Linked DNA regions of Sus scrofa: region 2 is linked to region 1. A link is a contact called in public Hi-C data. All regions are on one chromosome and are shown on one strand. Each heading gives the region's core, a stretch centred on a gene start, on an enhancer-like site or on the middle of the called end of the contact. The rest is flanking DNA. Distances are from core to core; before and after follow the strand shown. Region 1 overlaps PLXNA4 (plexin-A4). Region 2 overlaps PLXNA4 (plexin-A4).

The links. Hi-C and Micro-C count contacts between places; a contact is called where the count stands out from the background.
Region 2: a contact with region 1 is called in a Hi-C map of liver, with 5 times the contacts expected there. The contact joins two enhancer-like sites. A contact is called at or near these places in 1 of 5 promoter capture datasets (liver), 5 of 47 Hi-C or Micro-C datasets (heart right ventricle, liver and skeletal muscle) and 1 of 2 datasets of contacts at active chromatin or transcription factors (skeletal muscle).

The regions. Positions count from the first base shown.
Region 1 is chr18:16,618,708-16,625,018 of Sscrofa11.1, reverse strand. All of the region lies in intron 3 of PLXNA4 (plexin-A4), which reads right to left. Among named protein-coding and RNA genes, the nearest start is that of PLXNA4, 150 kb to the right of the region's middle. Within about 2 kb of position 2,933, at least 11 of the 83 cell types and tissues checked have an H3K27ac peak or open chromatin away from gene starts, as enhancers often do. A contact at or near this core is called in liver, where this site is marked.
Region 2 is chr18:16,785,472-16,791,782 of Sscrofa11.1, reverse strand. All of the region lies in intron 3 of PLXNA4 (plexin-A4), which reads right to left. Among named protein-coding and RNA genes, the nearest start is that of PLXNA4, 310 kb to the right of the region's middle. Within about 2 kb of position 3,047, at least 18 of the 83 cell types and tissues checked have an H3K27ac peak or open chromatin away from gene starts, as enhancers often do. A contact at or near this core is called in liver, where this site is marked.

The DNA.
Region 1 (6,311 bases), core at 1,684-4,183:
CAGGACTGCGGTGCCCAAGTGGTAAAAGACGCCATCCCGGGATGACAGCGCTGCTGAGAAATACAGCTTCTTGGCGGTGGGCTCCTTGCTAGCTCACATTGTCATGCCAGCCTCCCACCATGGTGTAGTTCAAATGTTCCAAATCTCGCAAACTTAATGAAACACCTGTCCCCTCTCACGCCATCAGAAGTAATTACACATGGCTTTCACACGCTCATACACACCCAGACTCCAACTGGCTCACTGGCGGCTTCCCCGAGGATACCTGGGTGCGCTCCACGCTCAATCTTGGCATCACTGATTTGGAAGAGTCCCTCCTTCTTAACTCTCTGGAAGAACTGGCACAAAATTCTGCAGTTGGGGATCAACGGGGCTTAGATAAGTTTGAAGCAGTTATGATGGAGTTAGGAAAATCTTGATTTTTAAACTGTCAGACTTTACATGACTGAGACCCCCATACATAGGGCATCCTTCCACAATTCATATTAAGAGGACTCCGTTTAGAAATTGTCCCCACTGGTCATTTTGTACACGAATGTTTATACACACACCGCACATGTTCTGCAGAAAATAATTTCTCCTAACAGTGCTACTAGTTGGCACACTCAAGCCCAGTGAACTGCGAAGGGAAAAAAGTTCTCATCTTAGGAATCAAAGATCTGAGGTCTGACGGGGAAGTCTCGGGCTCGTGCTGAGAAAGTAGAAAAGGCAGTTCCAGGCCCACACAGTGGTCTAGTGTTGTTTTCTACACCTGCTGCCCTATGACATCTCTCCCTCTTCCAGCAGGACCAGGAGAAGCAGGAGATGAGAAGAAAGGCAGACAAAGCTTTAGAGTAAGTCATCAAAAATGGCAAATGGGTCCCCTTCGGCTTTTCCAGGAACAGCCCTCCCCCCTCCCCCGCACACACACGCTATATTTATGTACATACTGTTACACACACATTTGAAGAGAAAAGGAATTATATAACACATCAGCTGTTCATTTTCACAAGCCCGGTTGAGATCAACCCCGCAGTAGAGAAGCCTGTGGTGAGAGTCCAGGGATTTCTACAGGCAGGGAGAGAAAAGGGCCCCTCTCTCTGAGGCTCGGAACACAGGCATGGGGAGCTACCCAAAAATGTGAGCACTGAGTGTTTCCTTCAGGAGCCTTAAGCCCCCCAGGTGCCCCCAATTTCACCCCTACATGAAGCTGGATATTTGGTGGAGAAGCCAAATTGAGTTCGAAAACGTACATAGGCAAAAGGAGCAAAGGTGGACATGGCACAATTTATTATAAGGGCGTGGGTTTTGGAGACTATGCCAATTAGCATTCTACCTCTCTGGAGAGGAGTTTCTTCCTGGGTAAAATTGCAGTCAAAATCCTCACCAGGCACAGTTGCAATGAGGGCCCTAGACTGACCCCTCTGAGTTATGGGTAGCAAAAACATAGCACATAGTAGCTGCTGACTTTGTTCTCATCTTCGAGCCTCTCCTCCCTCTTCCCCCCTCCCCTAACCCTGATTGATGAATCAGGGGTTTTGACCTTTGCAGCAGAACTAGCTTTCAACAGACCATTCACCCAGTGGCTGCAAGTTAGTTTTATTTCTTACAGCTGGGATTGAAGATGGACTAATCCATAAACCCTAACTTGCTCTGCCCACCTAAAATCACCAAGGACATAAGGCCATTTTTTTTCTCTTGTTTGGTCATCTCACAATGCCTAAAGCTGTATCTTGCTCATCAATAAACTTCAATAGAAGCTGGCAGTGGTGCTGGGAATTATAGGAAGAAAATAAAAACCAACACACAAACATGAGCCTGACCAATCATGGCTTCCCTTGACCAGTAAATAATCAAAGTCCATGGTGACTCCCCTTAGGGGGAGGGGACACTGTCTGCAGCTGTGGCAACTAGCCCAACCTGCTGACAGGTTTCGTTCCAGATCTTTTCATTGGGCTTTGGTAGCTGCTGCACCTGCCAAAGGAACCGGTATCTTCTTTGTCTTGTAAAATTAAGACAAAGATGAACTTTACAAAAGCTTTCTTTTTGTTTGTTTCCCAAAAGCTCTTCTGAAACCAAAGAAAAGCAAACCCACAGGTAAAAACGAAACCCCAAATCAAGTCGTTGAAACCGGGAATGCACAGAGGGGCCCCTCTTGTTCCAATGACCAAGAGGGGAAAGGTCAGTGTGGCCTTGACCAGGGAGCTTCCTGGGCTCAGAGACTTGGGGGATGGTCCTCAGCCCATGTGGCTGGGATGATGGAAGGAGCTGGAGCCCTCGGCCTGGGAGCCGTGGCAAAGTCTGGTGGGCTTTTCGGTCTTTTTAAACCCTTTCCTTGTCTTTGGCTGTGGACCTCCCATTGGTCCTATCTGGTCCCCAAATGCCTCCCCCAATGTCCAACCTCACCCTTCTTCCCCACCAGTCTTGCAGGCTGTTAGAGAGGGCTCTGCTGCGGCAGACAGAACAGTGCCCCCTCCAAAGACATCCACAGCTTAATCTCCAGAACTGGAGAAAACGCTACTTCCCGTGGCAAAGGGGATCTGGCAGGTCTCGTGAGGTTAAGGATCTTGAAAGGGGGAGGTTGTTCTGCAGGGAACATCAGCCATCGGTGCTGGCCATGCAAGACAGGTGTCCACAAGCGAGGACAAGCAGAGCAATGGCCTGTCATTTCTCCGAGTCTGGGCACACTCTCTAAGCTGGCTCTTTCAGCCGAGCTGCCAGGACTAAGGTAGCATCGTGGGCACAAAAGCCCATCTTTAGAACGGGGAACCTGGGAGGCAGACAGCCCAGGTGAGAACTGTCAGAGGAGAGGGCAGCCTCTTTCACCAGACAGCAGTAGTGGCAGGCGCTGGGGCACATGTGGGACTCGGCCCCAGCCTCCCGAGCCTGCCAGAGGCCCTGGAACCCAGTTCTGGGCTGTCAGCAAAGACAAATTTAGCACCGATGATCTCATCTTGCAGAACAGCCCCGGGGCCTCCGAGCGCTCTGGGAAACATCACTTCGACAAGTTGGCAAGTGGACGTCACTGTCACGCCCGTAACGTAGGCAGAGGGTGCAGGGGTCCCTCCCTCGGCTCACCCAGGAGGAGCAGGTGCGGGTGATGCCAGGGCAACGGAGCAGGTGGCAGACTGGGTGAGGCCTGGGGTGCCGTCACCCTGAGCCCCCTCAGCCTGAAGAGCCCAGGTACTGTGAGCTGGCGCTTTAAGGCGAGACCGCAGACACCAACACACTTTGCCCGAGACCAGCGGCGGGCGAGCAGGAACATTCTCACTGTGAGGTGGTGGCTCACGTCCCTGCGACCCCGCCCCACCTCGTGCTTATATCAGGACGCGCTGTGAGAGATTATTTATAAAGGCAGTGGCGGTGGCAGAAGGTGGGGGAGGGTGGGAGCTCACTCCCTCTGCCGTTTATCACAAAGACCAGAGCACTGCAAAGATGACGATGGGGGGGTGGGAGTGGGAGGACTGTCCCTTGTCCCCCTACATGAGTCGGCGGCGGCGGCGGAAAAGGATGAACATTTGTCACCAAATGCAAACCCCAATTCCTCCCGTTGGCCCAGGCCACCTCTTGGTGTCCCTGCAGTTGATTTTCTGGCTTATGGTAGCTAGGGATTTTGCTGGTCAGTTCTCCCGAGGTTTTTCAGTGTGTTTTGTGGGCAGAAAACTCTCTGGAGTAAAGAGGCCACAGTGGCTCCCCCAGTGCTGCCCCAAAGTCCCAGGAGGGCAAGTGGCAGGTGAGTCCTTCATTGACAGGAGGTCCCCTGGCTCCTGCTTCCGCAGCCAATGGAGGGGACTCTGCAACGCTTCCTGGTGGAGGGAGGTGTGAAAATACTAAGAGAACGGACTTGATTCCTCTGCAATAGAGAGAAATACATTTCTAAATATCAAATAAACACAGGTACTTCTAGAAGGCAGGACAGAGAAAAGAGTGGTCCCTATCACACTGCTAAAGGTGATGGATAGTGACGGAGAATAAAAGTTGTCACATAAGAAAGGCCAGGTTTATATCCAAGCCCACCAGGGGTCAGTTCCATGTCAGATTCAGTCATATTACAGAAGATCAACTCCCGGAGAAGAAGGGCTGTGAGTCTGATAAATTCCATACCGGGAAGTGCCGATGGGATGTAACGAGGGGCTGTCAGAGAAATAAATCAAAATATACCGAGAATTTGGGGTGACCACCCATATAAAATCTCTTCTGCCAAAGACGCACGGACATGACCGTGGCTTAAGGAAGGAAAGCTCTGCCAGCAACTGGGAATGGAACTGACAGCATCTCTTCAAGTAAAGATGTCAGAAAAAAACGGCAAAGAGAAATTGGGATACGGGGCAAGAAGCGAGCATTAGCGCTACACGGTAGGACCAGGGGGATGCAGGCACGTCAGCCACGGGAGCAAAGTATCCTTGGAGCAGGTCTGACCCAGAGCTCTAGGCACATCCCATCACCCTATCACACACATGTATGCATGCACACACACACACACACACACACACACACACACGTGCACACACACACACACGCACACTGCTGCAGCACGGGAGCATTTGGAGAAGAAATAAAATTCGTTCAGACTGTGAACCATTTATCCTGTAGAGGCAAAATGAGATTTTTTTTTTCTGCTGTTCTTTTAATTAAAAGTTAGCTCATAAATCAAAGACCTTGTTTCCAGGCTGCAGGAGGTGGGAGGAGGAATCCCAAGCTTTTCAGGGCTGGGCACACCCTTTGCCCCCACCCCTCACCCACATTATTCACCCCATTTAGAGCCTCACATGTAGTAGCAGCCCAGGGAGAGGCCAAGGGTGGCTTCCTGAAGTTCTTCCAAAGAGTTCTTGTGTGTGTGCTCAAGTGTGCACGTGCATGTGTGCACACACACACACGATCCCACAGGGACTGGTTAGTGCATCTATTTGGAGCATCTGAGGTTTTCCCTGGTGACAGTCCACTCTCTGCTTCTCTGCCCTGCCTGGGCTCACACAGGTGTTTACATCCATGGAGTGTGAAGACTCTCCTTAGAAGTCGATCCAGCAAGAAAAGCATCTGATCCTCACCACCTTCTTAAGTTTTTTTTTTTTTTTTTTTTTTTTGCTTTTTCTTAGGGCTGCACCCACGGCATATGGAGGTTCCCAGGCTAGGGGTCAAATTGGAGCTACAGCTGCCGGCCTACGCTAGAGCCACAACAACTCGGGATCCAAGCTGCATTTGCAACCTACACCACAGCTCATGGCAACACCGGATCCTTAATTCAGTGAGCAAGGCCATGGATTGAACCCGCAACCTCATAGTTTCTAGTCAGATTCACTTCCACTGCGCCGAGACAGGAACTCCACCATCTTCTTAATTTTAATTCGGTTTTCTTCCTCCCACTGAATCAAGAGATGCCCTACAGACGTGAAGTTCTATTATCCTCAGCTCATTCAAAAGAGAGACGGAGGGTGCATGCATCAATCTGCTCGCTGCTCAACAGGTGAAATAGAAGTAGATAAACAGTTTGTCCAAAATCAGGAGCATCGCCAACAACAAAGTTGAGATTTCCCAGCTGTTGGTTGTGACTCTTCATGTAACACGTAGGTCTGGTTTGAACCCTTTAGAGGCACGAGCTACCTGTGACACAGCCCTGGGCAGACCCTTGGGCAGGAGGACGGTGGGGGTGGGGGGTGGTGGCCAGGAGCAGATGTGGGAAGCAGCAGGGTGACCTCCAGTGGCTCCCTTCGCTCCTTCTTGCCTTCCTCTGGCTTAAGGGAGCGGTTGCCACAACCGCCAAGGAAGCACAGTATTTTCCCCTTTTCAAGCCACTCCTCACCAGAGCATCTTAAAGTGCCCGTGTGCCCTCACTGACATGCCTTCATATTTTGGGGGAGAAATGAGGACAAAGAAATGGAACCGCCTATAAAAAAGGGAAGGCAGACAGAGCTTCCCATGATGCCATGAGCCTCCCTCTCCCTTTTTCCCCTCACCAACCCAGCTATTTTTCTCCGATGCTGCCCCAGTCAGAGAAAGAGTCCAGACAAAAACAAAGGTCAGGCAAGGAGCAAAGTTCCCTTTCCCATGTCCCCAGACCCACGTCCCTCAAAAACAATCAAATTTAAAGCGGAGAGATTAAATTATCACTAAGCTAATTATGGGAATCACACTTAGGCTGGCTGCCGGGAAGAGGGGTCAGCAGGCAAGAGGCATTAAAATTACAGGCAGATGCATGAAGCACTTAAAAAAGCAACTGGGAGACTCATTACCGTCCTCCCCCCCGCCGACCCACCACCCACAGGGGAGAGAGAAACCACTCTGGTGTCTGAGGCGCTGTCCATCTGGGCAATAGTCAGAGCATTTGACAGCTA
Region 2 (6,311 bases), core at 1,798-4,297, 170 kb before region 1:
TCAGCCTCCAATGGACTTGCAAGCGCTTTGGGGAGACGTTTATAATTATTATTATTATTACAGACACTGCATAAACAAAGGTGTCAGATAATTAAAAATAATCTTCTCCCCCACTCCACCCCCGAGCGTTTCCTTTATGCAGTGGAAACCCAGGCTCTTCCCCTCCCTGAGCTTTTCCTTTGGGACCTAAGGCGGCAGCTCAGAGGATCCGGGAGCAGGTGGGAACAGGGGAGATGGTTCTGTGACTGAGGCCTAGGAGACAGAGGACGTGAGCCCTCTCACACTGGCCTGCTAGGTGCGCCCTCTGGGAGTCCCTGGTTCAAGTCTGCTGTGTGATATCCCGCTGCAGAAGACTCAAAGGGAATCTTGCAAAGGAGCCAAAGGGAATCTGGCAGCCTCCCCTCCTCAAGGGCGCCTTGTCAAACAACTAAGAAGCCAAACACAATTTAGAAAGCCATTTCACATTTCGTTTCTGATTTCATTCACGCCGCACAGAGTACGTGCACAAGAAACATTTGTTGATTTAATAAATGAGCTACAGTTCCGGGGAGGTGAGGACAGCAGTTGCTTCAGTCCCATTGCGTGTGTAAATAAACTGACTCAGAGAGGACACAGCTAAAGTCAGAGAGAGCTAACAAGGGGTAGCGTCAGAATCTTCTACCGGCCAACACGACCCCACCTCTCCTGGACACCAAGCCCCTCCTGGGGGAAGTGCATGCCGGGAACAGGCTCTGTGTGGCCATGGAAAGGAAGGGCTGGCCAGGCAGGGGAGGGCTCTTCACAGAAGAGTGACAGTTGGAGCTGACTTTTAAAGGAGGAATATGGTTGCAATAGCAGGTGCTGCAAGGAAGCCCATGTCTTGGGTCAGGCTGGCATGAGGGGTGGACGCAAGGGTCAGTGTGTGCGATGGGGAGGGGCCAGCTCTGGCCAGGCCGCGTGACTGCAGAGGACACAGTGGATGCAGGTACAAGAGAAACCTGGAGGGCTCTTCAAAGCACTAGGCGTTCACCTGTAGGCAAAGGGGAAGTGTTGTGTGTTGCAGAGATGGCAACCGATACAAGCTGACTTTCGTAAAATGAAGATAATAAACCTTCCTCCACGTTCCTAACTTGGAGAATCTCTCTTGAAGAGGAGCTTTTTCATTCCTTTAACAAAGGTGAGAACCTACGTATTGGCTAAACAGCTAAATACAAAATCCTCCTCCATCACAACGGGCAGCCTCCGAGGAGCTGGGAGCGGCCTGTGTTGAATCACCCACATCCTCAGCTCGCCTCTGGCCACTTCTCGGGTTCGGGTTAAGGGAACGACGCATTTCTTTACGCCAAGCTCTTTTACTGGGGTTTTGGAAAACTTCAATATTCTCAGTATAAGTTGAATCAGCCGATGTAGAGGCGCAGAAAGTGGAGGACTTAGTCACAGCACTTCCCCAAGGGCAGAGACCCTGATCCTCCCAGGCCTCCAGGGGACAACTTGACAAAACAGATGTCACTTGTCCATAACACAGTTACTCAACTAACAACAGCTTTGGTTCAAACTTTGAAAAGGGATTTTGTGACTGTTATTTCCATGCATCCTACATGAGTGCAGTGAGCTGGGCTGGTAGGGTGGACTCAGGCCCCGCCCTCTGACAGATGGGGAGTGAGTGCCCAGGTGGTCCATGGCACTCTAGCTCACAGCGCCAGGGCAATTCCACTGGGTCTCTTCCGTCCTGAGCCCCTTGCCCTCGCCAAGCTGCCCTGGTGTCCACTTCCTTTCAACAATCCTTTGAAAGGAGGGAGGGGTGACCAGAAGAGTCCACTGCTTAGGCCCCCACCTCCCCAGTTCCATCAATGCAGAGCAAGATGAGTAAACAGAGACCTATAAAGCCACCTGTTGTTCAGGCTTAGTTATTTTATTGTGTTGTTTTGTGTCATGTTGTGTTGTTTTGTGTCATGTTTTATTGGGTTGCAGTGTGTTGGACTGGATTGTGTTGTGTTCAGTGGTATCGGTTTGGGATGTATTGTGTTGTGTTCTATTGGGTTGGGTCGTACTGTGTTGTGTTGGATTGTGCTGTGTTGTATTGCATTGGGTTGTGTTGGTGTTGTGTTGGGTTCTGTTGGGTTTGGGTTGGGTTGGTTGTGTTGTGTTATATACTGTTTTGTGTTGTGTTGGATTAGGTTGTATTGGATTGGATTGTACTGGGTTGTGTTGGATTGAGTTGGATTGAGTTGGTTGCTTTGTGTTGGTGCTGTTAGGCTGGATTGGGTTGGACTTACTGGTCTGTGATTCAGTGAAACAAGGTCCAAAGTTTGCCCGGATGCACACGACCTGTGGTAAGTGATGTCTCTCTGCTGGCCCTGCCAGGCCACAGTGGCTTCACCATGACCAAGTCCAAAGTCATGCGCAACAGAGCAAAGTGGGCACCACAAGCAGAAGTCAGCACCCACAGCCCGGACACCAGCTCCAGGGGCCTCCCAGCCTGTTCCCTCCTCAGCTGGCCCAGGTGGCAGCCAGCCAGGCAGCTTCAGAAAGGGGTAGGAAGGAAGCCAAGAGCAGGGGTGGAGGACAAGAGCTGGCAGAGAGAAGGCGGGCAGGGCAGAGTGTGCAGCAGAGAGCTTTCTGACTGGGGAGGAGCACAGAAAACTTGACTTCCTGCCAGGGCTGGGATTGGGAACTCTCTTTTCCCTGAGGGAACCCGGTCAATGAAACGCAACCTGAGTGGTTTTGACATAAGGTCATGGCCCCCAAACAAGGCAAGGTCAGAAGGTCATTCCCAAACACAGGTGGGCCCATCGGTGGTTGGACAGAAGGGCAGGTAGGCAGGGGTCAGCCCTCCTCTGAGTGGTTCCAGGGGTTCGAGAGCCAACCTAGCCATCCTGCCCTTCTGAGCCCTGGAGAGGGTCCGATGGGGCTGGGCTGAGAAGGCAGAGTATATCATTCATGCCGTAAAAGAGGAAACGGAGGGAGAAAAGACCTCAGCGCTGGCCGCAGTCAGAGCCCCAGGGAAGGCCGAGTTAGCTGCCTGTGTGCACACTAGCTCTGGATCCTGGCTCAGTGCTCACAGCCTTTGGGCTCAGTCCCTCCCACCCCGCCTGCCCTGCCCTTGCCTTGGGCTTGGAGCCTTCCCCTCCCCGACGCCTGCATCTTCCCCTCCTGTGTCCTGGAAAACAGGAAGGAAGAGGAGGAAGTCTTTTCAGAGCCTCTGCTTATCAGCCTGTACTCTGTCCTTTTCCCTTCTCTCCCCCTCCAAGCTCATCCATGTCTGAACGGAGAGATCAAATGCATCTGTACTTATGCCGACAGGTGAACCAACAGATCATGGGCCAGCGGGAGCCAGAGGGGCCCTGGTGGGTGGTGTACGAGTGTGTATGTGCGTGTGCTGTATGTGTTTTCTGAAGCTGCTCTTTAACCAGGGTGATCGCTGTGTTGAATTCTGCACCTCCTCTTACAGCCAGTAGGTGGCAGAGCTGCAACAGGCCGGTGTTTCCAGTCCTGTGGCAGCTGGCCCCGCAACACTGGTCAGAACTGGTCCAACTGTGGGAGGAAGTTGTGTCCACTGACACACCAGGATGACCGACGCAGAGGTTCTGGGAAAGGTGATTTGGGGCACAGGCTATCTAAAAATTCTTCTGAAACCCTCTCCCCTCCTCTCCTCTCTTGCATTCCTCTGTAGTTCCCCACAATTTTATCTAGAAAGGGGAGAGTCTGTTGACATTGACAAAGAATCTGCAGCAATGTTTTCCAGATTTTGTGGGAGTATGTGAAAATGCAGGCTCCCCTGTCCACTCAGGATCTGACCCAGAATGGCTGAGGCGGAGCCCACGACTTGCATTTCAAATAGGTACCACTGGTGATTCCTGCGCAGGGGCCAGGGAACCTTAAACTGGGCAACAGAAAACTAGGACACCCCAGTATCGTAAGGAGGCTTCATTCTACGATCTGTTCTCAGGCTCACGTACTTCTTCATTCTTTCCACCTGTTACTTACTCTTCAAACATATTGCTACTGCCCTTCTCCGCCATGAAATTTAAGCTCCACGTTTTTAAGAGACCGCTTTTCTTGTTCCTTATGCTAATTTCCTGGTGCTCTAAGACCATGGGACCTCTTGTTCCTTAAGAAGGTTTTCTCGGACCGCCTAGCTCTCATCCTAACCTTTGTTTCATTCTGTCTGACGTCCTGGAAAGCCTTGCGCCTTCCCCTGCCTCGATGGTCAGGGGCTCTGCTGGAATTTGTAGGACAACAGCCACACTCCATCCTTCTCCCACTCCACCACCCAACTGGATTTTCCTGGGTGACAGTTCCATTCCTTGGTGTCCTCTGAGCGGGGCTTCCAATCAAGCAACCCGAAGCCGACCAAGGATGTGCTCGAGCAACAGAGCATCTCCCGCAAGTCAGCAGACGGAAGACCCCTCACCACCAAAGCGCTCGTGCTCATGCTCCTACGTCAACACACCATCAAACGCTCCAGAGACCCCGTGGAGTCGTTTGCTAGGGCTGCCGTAAGAATTACCGCAAGCTTTTAGCTGAAAGCAGCACCCTTGTTCTCTCACAGTTCTGAGGTTAGACGTCTATCAAGGTGTGGGTGGGCCATGCTCTCTCCCGGGACTCTAGCGGGGGATCCTTCTTTGCTTCTTATGGTTGCTGGCAGAGCTTGGCATTCCTTAGCTATGGCAGCATAAGCGCAGTCTCTGCCTCTGACTTCACATGGCACCCTTCCCTGGGTCTCTCTGTCTCTGCATCCAAGTCTCCCACTCCTTTCCCTTATAAAGACACCAGTCATTGGATTTAGGGCCCACCCTAATCCAGCACGACTTGGGTTACATCTGAATAACTTCATTACGGCTGCAAGGAGGACTCTGTTTCCAAATAAGGTCGCATCGCAGGTCCTGGTGTTTAGGACTTCGACGCTTCTTTGGGGGGCATACAGTTCGAGCTACCACACCCCCTACACGGAAAGCGCTCCTTAACATGGCTTACCTTCTGATGGAAAGAGGAGAGCAGGTTTAGGGGTCCAGATCCCCCTAGCATCGCACATGTATTTCTTTGGTGGACACCGTATGAAAGCCCAGTTAACACGGCCCTTGTGACTTCCTGGGTTAGAAGCATTTAAAACCTGTCAGCTTTGGGGGTTCCCTGGTGCCATGGTTCTCGGAGTGAGGGGGGACCCCTGACTAGCAGCATCCGGGAGCTTGTTAGGAATGCAAATTCTCCAGCATCCCCGCAGGTCTCTGGAATCAGAAACTCTGAGGGCGAGGCCAGCAAACTGCATATAACAAGGCCTCTGGGGGATCTTGGTGCTCAGGAAAGGTTGAGAACAAATATGATGACTTAAGCAGAGGGGGCATGTGGCGGCCCCAGGGAGTGCCAGCAACTGGCCGTATTGCTTTTGGCCCCAGATGTCCGTGTTCCTCTGCCCTCTGGTTCTTGGCAATGCCCACCCCCGGCCGCCCAGACGCCCCACCTCCATCCTTGAGCCGTGCTGCAGGATGCCCGCACATCAACTCCTCCACACCCACTGGCCGGCACTTCCCTCCGTGTTTCCCTCTCGCCGTCTTGCCTCCCTGGCTCTCCGGCCGCCCCCTCACATGCACTCATAATGTCCTCACTTTCCTCTGGCTCTTTCTCTTGACAAAGAGAAGAACTTGGCAGGGGTTGGTTAAGTTAACTCTGATCACACACACAACAAACTGTTATTTTTCCATCTGCCAAGCTGCCGAAGACAAGCATGTCAACCCAGGATCTGCGTGAAAGTCAGACCTACAGTTACCCCAGGGAGCCTGTGTTCTAGGCAAGCCTTTTCCTTTTTTTTTTTTTTTTTTTTTTTTAAGAAAAACTATCATGGTCTAATTCCCAGTGAGATACTGGTGACAACCTCTTGGATGTTCACGGCACTGGCTGTGACAGTCACCGTACACATTCCCCGACCCCGGGAAGGAGCAACTCCCATAAACAGCAGTGGTGGGTCATCTCTGACATCTGCTCCCACATTGCTGATGCCTGGTAAGGTTTGTTCAGAGTGACGACGCACAGCTGAAGTGCTCGTGCACCACGCGTGTTTGCTGTGTCGGCCAGCTCTAGCGACAGACCTGAAGGCAGGCAGACAGGTGGCGGGGGTTGGGGGGAAGGTGTTGGAGTCTGGCGAGTGTTCAAGATGAGATTTTAAAGATACTTCTGTGGGTTGGGGGTGGGGAGGTACGGAAAGCACGTTGGCGAGAGCTAGGGTGCCAAGTCCAAGCGGAGGCCTGTGTGCAGGTGATCGACCTCCCAGCACAGTCCCGAGTCTCTGGAGAGACTGCCCAGTGGAGCACCAGGGAGGAAGGGAAGCCAGTGCC